Regions from separate parts of the Xenopus tropicalis genome. Here region 2 is linked to region 1. The links are chromatin contacts, called in public Hi-C maps. All regions are on one chromosome and are shown on one strand. The core of a region is the stretch at or near the end of the contact, and the rest is flanking DNA. Distances in the headings are between cores, read along the strand shown. Region 1 has its middle 81 kb from the start of csrnp1. Region 2 holds the start of csrnp1 (cysteine-serine-rich nuclear protein 1).

What was found. Hi-C and Micro-C count contacts between places; a contact is called where the count stands out from the background.
Region 2: a contact with region 1 is called in a Hi-C map of neurula embryo, with 2.7 times the contacts expected there. The contact joins the promoter of csrnp1 here to the enhancer-like site in region 1. A contact is called at or near these places in 2 of 5 Hi-C or Micro-C datasets (gastrula embryo and neurula embryo).

Annotation. Positions count from the first base shown.
Region 1 is chr6:13,248,508-13,252,655 of UCB_Xtro_10.0, forward strand. No RefSeq gene overlaps it. Among named protein-coding and RNA genes, the nearest start is that of csrnp1, 81 kb to the right of the region's middle. Within about 2 kb of position 1,669, at least 2 of the 11 cell types and tissues checked have an H3K27ac peak or open chromatin away from gene starts, as enhancers often do. A contact at or near this core is called in neurula embryo, where this site is marked.
Region 2 is chr6:13,329,981-13,334,128 of UCB_Xtro_10.0, forward strand. csrnp1 (cysteine-serine-rich nuclear protein 1) reads left to right here and starts at 1,821. Exons shown (of 5, transcript NM_001078993.1): 1 at 1,821-1,910.

The sequences.
Region 1 (4,148 bases), core at 419-2,918:
AGCAAAGGAGCAGATCTGCTTTTCTCCACGTCTATAAAAAAAGATGCCTGTGGAGAAAAGTGGTCCATCTGCTTATTGTGCACTTGTGTCTGGGGCTCGGCAAATGCTTTTCTATGTATAATGTGTGGGGTCACAGGCAACACAAAAGGAACTCATATACCAACCAGTCCTAACACAGGGGGTAAAAATTGGAACCAATCAACCCCCTGCAAGTCTGCAGATCTTGAGGATAGGTTATGGGGCTGCTTAATAAGACCAATGCAGTTTCCATACAACCCCCTATATAATGGAATCATGCTGACTATAGATAATCTAAAGCCAGGCCCCCAGTGGTTCCCCTATGAATTCCAGGAGAGATTATATAGGGGCACTGCACAACCAAAGAGGAGACCTTTTTTTATAGGAATGTTCCTTTTGGTATAAATTCCCAAAACACAGAGAATGAATGTCCTGTGCCCTCGTATTGTACTATTTAGGCAGAACAGTATGACATCTCCCACTCCTATGTACCAACCCAATGATACGGAGACGGAATGTTCTGTTCACATAATCTGTACCCTCATGCTCTGGGAAACTCCATGGCAGCATTAAAACAAATATGCAAAGAATTTACGCTCCGTGCACGTTAGTAATAGTAAGCTCTATCCTTATAATTCATTGTCTAAGAGGAAGGAGCCTGCACAGATACAAATATACAAAGAATAATGTGAATAAAAAGTTATATCATCATACTCTTCTCTCTAAGGGAATTGCTATGGCAGCTCCCACTCACATGTGTGTGCAGGGAAGCAATATACTTTGTGCACATAATATGTTATAGCCTCAGATTTCTGACCGGTGCTGGGAAGGTCCCCATGTGCAACACGACCAGTGTTGTTGCGGCAGTATAATAAGATTTAATGGCTTGTCAGCAGTTCGGCCCCAAGGCTGACTCCATGCTACAAAGGAGAATAATAAGCTGAGGAACACACAGCACAACTGGACCTATTATTTCTCTGGAACAAGGGCGCTCGGATGGCCCATTGCCAGCTCCGGCTCTGGCTCTCTCTAAAAAACACAAAGGTGCAATTTAGGAAGAAATGAGCAAGTAATCCCCTTAGTAACAGTAAGGCTGCCTGTGCCCTTGTAATAAAATTAGCAGGAAAGAACGATATCATGTAGAGAAATGCAAACATGTTACACTACATATATGTCACAGGCAAACTGTGGCTCTTGCATTGTGGGTCAACTCTCTGCCACTTGCGTGATTGATGGAGGATCATGGGAGTAGTAGTCCTTGGCTCTATGCTGATGTTTATTTTTTAACTAGTTACATCCTGTTCCTTCTTTATCTCTCTATATTGTTTTAATATTATAGCCCCCGTTTTGGGTAAGAAAGTGCTCCCAGTAGAGGTGGGAGAGTGTGTGTGAGGAGTCTGGGGTAGCCCGTTTATCGGGACCAGTGAATAGGGTGAAGGCAGTTTTATTATGGGTGCTCCATTGACACAAAGTAGAGGGGGTGGGTTGGCAATCTAGTCAAAGCTGCCATCAGTAATCATGGAGGGAGCCCTAATTATTATCCAGCTGGCAACAATAAAAAAAAAAAGATCCTTGCATGCAATGACATTTCCCTGGTTCATGCTGGCCCCTCCTTAGTTATAACAAAACTCCACCCATGATCCTCCCAAACACCGCCTACTGCCTGCAAGCTCCACCCCTTTCACACTCTCAGGGACCCTGACTGCAGTAACCTATGTAACTCCTAGATTGCAGCCCTGGATCTAGGAGTTATAGATCCCCTGGTTACCCAATAGAAGGAATTTCCTAAGGGCTAGAAAAAGAAGTCTTCTCATTGGGCCAGGAGGTTCTATAAATCTATAAATGCTGGCTTAGCCTAAAGGTGGCCATACAGGGGGCTACCAAATTGATCCTCCTGGCATCCAACAAGCCCACCGATATCTGTCCGAAAATATCTTCCTTTGAAGCTTTGTTAGTGATATTCCTGTGAATGTCGATATTCCAGGCATCCAGTAGTGAATATAAGGTCCCACTTTCCTATGAGCCAGGCAGCTGCCCCCACTCTCAGGGCTTTCCGTCATTGTCCCCGGAGAGGGAGGGGGGCCGCTAGGTTATCTGTGCATCTGGCTTGAGTCTATTAGACCGTGGATGTGAGCGTGGGAAAGAATCCCTCCATTCTAGAGATGGGAACCTCTTCCACCATGGTGTATTCCCAACAAACCCAAGAAATTCATCACCTTTTTATTTGTGTTGCTCAAAAGAGACCAAAAAAAAGCAAAAATAGAGCGGAAAAGTCTATGTAAAATAATAAATGAATACAAAGGGAAGAGTGTGTCATTTGTCATTATTTGGGCTGAAGTGTACAGCCCTGCTGATAATAATTGCGCTACATGAATACAAATACTTGGGCCTGTATACATTCAGGCATTCATAGACTGTAAGCTCTTTGGAGCAGGGACCTCATTTTAAAATGTGTGTTTGCTCTTATGTATTTATTATCACTGCAATGACAAGTTAAAATTACTTCAGCCATGGCAATTTCTATAAACACATCTTTGAGAATGTTTGTGGTGCACTGGGGTGTTTTTAGCCCCCTTCTCTTTGCCCCTCCTATAGTTATGCCACTGGCAGTGCCCTCTGTATTACCAATGGACCCGGGTATTAATGGTCACAGTTGGGGCTGATTAGCGGTGTAGCCTTAGTTATTCCTTCTTTAATAAATCTTATAAGGTATGAGATAGATAGTGACTTCTAATATTATCATTTACAGTAGGGGGTACATTATCCCTTATAATACATGAGTGATACTCAGAGTTCCCTGTATAACTCAGCCTGCAGCCTTATGCCTTTATATGGGCACAGAACCCCTCAGTGACTGCTAATATCCTTATCATTTACAGTAGGGGGTAAATTATCCCTTATAATACATGAGTGATACTCAGAGTTCCCTGTATAACTCAGCCTGCAGCCTTGTGCCTTTATATGGGCACAGAACCCCTCAGTGACTGCTAATATCCTTATCATTTACAGTAGGGGGTACATTATCCCTTATAATACATGAGTGATACTCAGAGTTCCCTGTATAACTGAGCCTGCAGCCTTGTGCCTTTATATGGGCACAGAACCCCTCAGTGACTGCTAATATCCTTATCATTTACAGTAGGGGGTACATTATCCCTTATAATACATGAGTGATACTCAGAGTTCCCTGTATAACTCAGCCTGCAGCCTTGTGCCTTTATATGGGCACAGAACCCCTCAGTGACTGCTAATATCCTTATCATTTACAGTAGGGGGTACATTATCCCTTATAATAAACAAGTGATACTCAGAGTTCCCTGTATAACTCAGCCTGCAGCCTTGTGCCTTTATATGGGCACAGAACCCCTCAGTGACTGCTAATATCCTTATCATTTACAGTAGGGGGTACATTATCCCTTATAATACATGAGTGATACTCAGAGTTCCCTGTATAACTCAGCCTGCAGCCTTGTGCCTTTATATGGGCACAGAACCCCTCAGTGACTTCTAATATCCTTATCATTTACAGTAGGGGGTACATTATCCCCTATATAATACATGAGTGATACTCAGAGTTCCCTGTATAACTCAGCCTGCAGCCTTGTGCCTTTATATGGGCACAGAACCCCTCAGTGACTGCTAATATCCTTATCATTTACAGTAGGGGGTACATTATCCCTTATAATACATGAGTGATACTCAGAGTTCCCTGTATAACCTGCATAACTGAATGCATAATATCATTCAGTGAGTAAGATGATTGGCAGGCACGTAGCCATAGCTGTGGGGCAGTAGGTTATGGGGGGGTAATTACAGTGTTACATATAAGGCAGGAGACTACAAGATGCTGTAATTCACACACAGACTTGGGTTTCTGTGAGATCATACGCGCCGTGACCGATTATCAGTGCCAGACGTCAAACTGGGTTAATCTCTTCTTTTCCTCAGTGATTCTCTAATGAGACGGCTGCACTTTTTTTTTTTCCTTCACCCATTTGTAGCACCCGGGAGTATAAAAAGCCGTTTCCTCTCAGGTGCCAAAAATATATCTGCGTCCCGTAGGCTCCCTGCCCTGGTCATGCTGTTACGCCATGTAGCACCACGTGAAATCCTCTGACACTAGTGGGGTG
Region 2 (4,148 bases), core at 571-3,070, 82 kb after region 1:
TGGGGGGGCCCTATTAATAAAGGCAGTGTGTCTGGGGGGCCCTATTAATAAAGGCAGTGTGTCTGGGGGGTCCTATTAATAAAGGCAGTGTGTCTGGGGGTCCCTATTAATAAAGGCAGTGTGTCTGGGGGGCCCTATTAATAAAGGCAGTGTGTCTGGGGGGCCCTATTAATAAAGGCAGTGTGCCTGGGGGGCCCTATTAATAAAGGCAGTGTGCCTGGGGGTCCCTATTAATAAAGGCAGTGTGCCTGGGGGGCCCTATTAATAAAGGCAGTGTGTCTGGGGGTTCCTATTAATAAAGGCAGTGTGTCTGGGGGGCCCTATTAATAAAGGCAGTGTGTCTGGGGGGCCCTATTAATAAAGGCAGTGTGCCTGGGGGGCCCTATTAATAAAGGCAGTGTGCCTGGGGGGCCCTATTAATAAAGGCAGTGTGTCTGGGGGGCCCTATTAATAAAGGCAGTGTGTCTGGGGGGCCCTATTAATAAAGGCAGTGTGTCTGGGGGGTCCTATTAATAAAGGCAGTGTGTCTGGGGGGCCCTATTAATAAAGGCAGTGTGCCTGGGGGGCCCTATTAATAAAGGCAGTGTGCCTGGGGGTCCCTATTAATAAAGGCAGTGTGCCTGGGGGGCCCTATTAATAAAGGCAGTGTGCCTGGGGGGCCCTATTAATAAAGGCAGTGTGCCTGGGGGTCCCTATTAATAAAGGCAGTGTGCCTGGGGGGCCCTATTAATAAAGGCAGTGTGCCTGGGGGGCCCTATTAATAAAGGCAGTGTGTCTGGGGGGCCCTATTAATAAAGGCAGTGTGTCTGGGGGTCCCTATTAATAAAGGCAGTGTGTCTGGGGGTCCCTATTAATAAAGGCAGTGTGTCTGGGGGTCCCTATTAATAAAGGCAGTGTGTCTGGGGGTCCCTATAATAAATGGGATACAGGAGCAAGCAGTGAGTTTAGGAGCCCCTATTATAAATCAGATGCAGTAACAGTCAGTGTGCCTGGGGGTCCCAATATAAAGATATAAAGGGATACATAACCAAGCAGTGTGCGGGGGGGGGGGGTTATTATAAATGGGGTGCAGAAGGCAGAGTGTCTTTTGGGTCTTATTATAATTAGGGTGTTGTAGGGGGCAGTGTGTCTGGGAACCCCAATAATAAATAGGGTGCAGTATTGGGTAATATATCTGGGGACCCCTATAATAAATAGGCAATGAGTATGGGGTTCACTATAATAAATAGGGTGTGAGTGAGTGTGGGGGCTTCCTATAATACATGGCTGGCAGCAGGCAGTGTGTCCCCCTAATTAATGGGACAGAGCAGCAGGCAGGGGGGGTCCCCCTAATTAATGGCACAGAGCAGCAGGCAGGGGGGGTCCCCCTAATTAATGGGAAGGTGCAGCAGGCAGGGGGGGTCCCCCTAATTAATGGGAAGGTGCAGCAGGCAGGGGGGGTCCCCCTAATTAATGGGAAGGTGCAGCAGGCAGGGGGGGTCCCCCTAATTAATGGGAAGGTGCAGCAGGCAGGGGGGGTCCCGCTAATTAGTGGGAAGGTGCAGCTGTGCAGGAATGATGGGGGAGCAGTAGCAGGCAGCATGCCGATCCCTGTGCCTCAGGGGAGGGGGCACAGTGTATGGGAGAAGGAGCGCAGGAAGCAGAGTGTGGGCTGGGGGGAAGGAGGAGGCGGAGGGCCGGGCCGGGGCGGAGGGAAGGGCCGGGTTACTCACTGGCTGCCCGGCCTGTCTGGCTCCCTGTCACCGCCTGCGTCACCAGCCCAGGAGTTTTTCCACTGACGAAAAAGGCAGAGCTCCCGGTGCGGGCAGGCAGAGCTGGGGGAGCAGCGCAGGGAGCACATCGCTACCGCCGGACTATGAGCAGCAACTAGCGCCGCCAGCGCCCCATTGTGCAGCAGGAGCCCGGGCAAGGTGAGCCACAGGCTGGGGGGCTGCACAGTCACAAGTCGGGGTTCGGGGCAGTTATGAATGGGGGAGAGGGGTTTGAGAGGGGGTCGGTGCCTGGGGGGGTGCAGGGGTGCTTTGCTCTATTTCCCACACTAGGGGCGCCTGACGCTGGGAGAGGCTGAGGGTGCAGCGCTGGGTACAAAGGCTCCAGCCCGTAACACTGACTGATACTACAGCCCGGGCAGCCGGAGCAGCGCCGCTCAGCGGGGAAGGCGCGACCTCTAGTGTTGGAACTAAGGAACTGCACCCTGGGCTCTTTAAATGTTTGGCGCTCAATAGTGTCAGCTGGAACTTCTGTCCCTTGTCTGGAAACATTCTGTCCCTTGTCTGGAAACATTCTGTCCCTTGTCTGGAAACATTCTATCCCTTGTCTGGAAACATTCTATCCCTTGTCTGGAAACATTCTATCCCTTGTCTGGAAACATTCTATCCCTTGTCTGGAAACATTCTATCTCTTGTCTGGAAACATTCTATCCCTTGTCTGGAAACATTCTATCCAGTTCTGTTGGTCTGCTTGGTATTCCCACTGCTTTCCTACCTGTATCGATTTTTCTTATTTGCCATTGGGCTGGATGAGTTCTGTTTTGGGGGGTTGTTTTTCTGTTTGGGGGACAGTGCCAGGCAGGGCTGGACAGGGCACCTTGTTAGATATATTAAGTGTTTGGGTACACACATAGAAGCCCTGTGGCTCTGACTGAACCAATCCCTGCCCATTGTATGTAACCCCCCCCCCCCTCCTTCAGAGCTGCCCCCTGTCTCCTCTTACTCATGTGAATGTTTGGGCAGCCCTGCACTTTGCTTGTGTGTACTTTCCTGATAAGATGGCTCTGTGGTTACAGCCTGGCTGCTGTTTTGATACTGCCTTATAAACAACACCCCCCCCCCCCCCAATCTGCTGCTGCTTCTAGTTACTGTCTCAGATGTTGGGTTATTGTTGTGCAACTTTTACAATCAACACTTTTCTATGTTTGTGTGCTATGGGAAGCACAAGTTGGAATTTACTAATTTACATCATTCTGGGCAATGGTATGTGGATAGGATGTGTGTGTGTGAGGCCTCACTCATTCATACTACTGTCTGCCCTAAAGAGCTTACAATTAAATCAGATTTTAGGCAAAAAGTGGAAAGGAAGGGGGGTGGTCATCTGATTGGCTGTGACTCACAGGAGAATTTGCTGGAAGTTACCCTTATGTTTGACAATGGACAGAGAGGGGTGTTACTGCTGCCCCACACCGGGGCATTAATCCATTAAGAGCACTCACTGGACTTGACACGTTTGGCCTGACCACAATGCACTGCAACATGGGCCTGAAGGGGATATAACCACCTATTTTGGCACCTCCTTGTGTATTCCAGTTGTATCACCCCCCCCCCCCCCCCCAAGGCCAACACCTGAGTTACTATGAAAGTACAGGGTATTGCTTGGCAGCCAGTTTCATTGGGACCGAAGGTCACTTTTCTGTTTGCAGCAGTGCTGTAAAGTGATGACTAAGGCTTGAAGCCTATTGCTGTCTAGCTGATTGCCTAGTGGTCATTAATGTTATTAAGTTCTGATATATATGGCATAAGGACTATGGATATATGGACTAACATTCCCAGAGCTTTTGGGGGGGATTCTGGGACTTGTAGTTCATAACATCATATGGCTGAAGTGGCTAATAGTCCTAATGTATGTGTATCTATATTTATAAAGTGCTACTTATGTACGCAGCGCTGTACAGTACAATAAATGAGCAAACGTTGAGGCTATAACTTTGGCTGCTCACTTCTAAAACTAAATCTGCTGGGAATATTTAGCTGTGAATTTCCCACTTCCTGTTCCATCTGTACAGGAAGTGAGCAGTGCAAAAGGATCCCCCTCCCAACCCTGGTGCATTCTGCAATTCCCATATCTGAGTATTATTTTCTACTGTATTTGTCCCAAGGTTGGCATGGGGCTGTACTTCCCCTTTAATGAGCTTTTATTCTCCTACTTATTGAGCCGCTTGCCTTGTGCGGCTCATTATTATTATTATTATCTCATTATTATTACTATGATCATTGTGATTACCGTTGTTGTGTTTATTGGATCCCGTGTCGTTAAGGTGACTGGCTGCTAATTGCCTCGTAATTAACGCGTGAGCCCTGGCTATTGGCGCTGAGAGTCGCCCAGATATTTCCCAGGCACCAGAGGGCTAAACTACTTCCCCGCAGGGGTCCCGG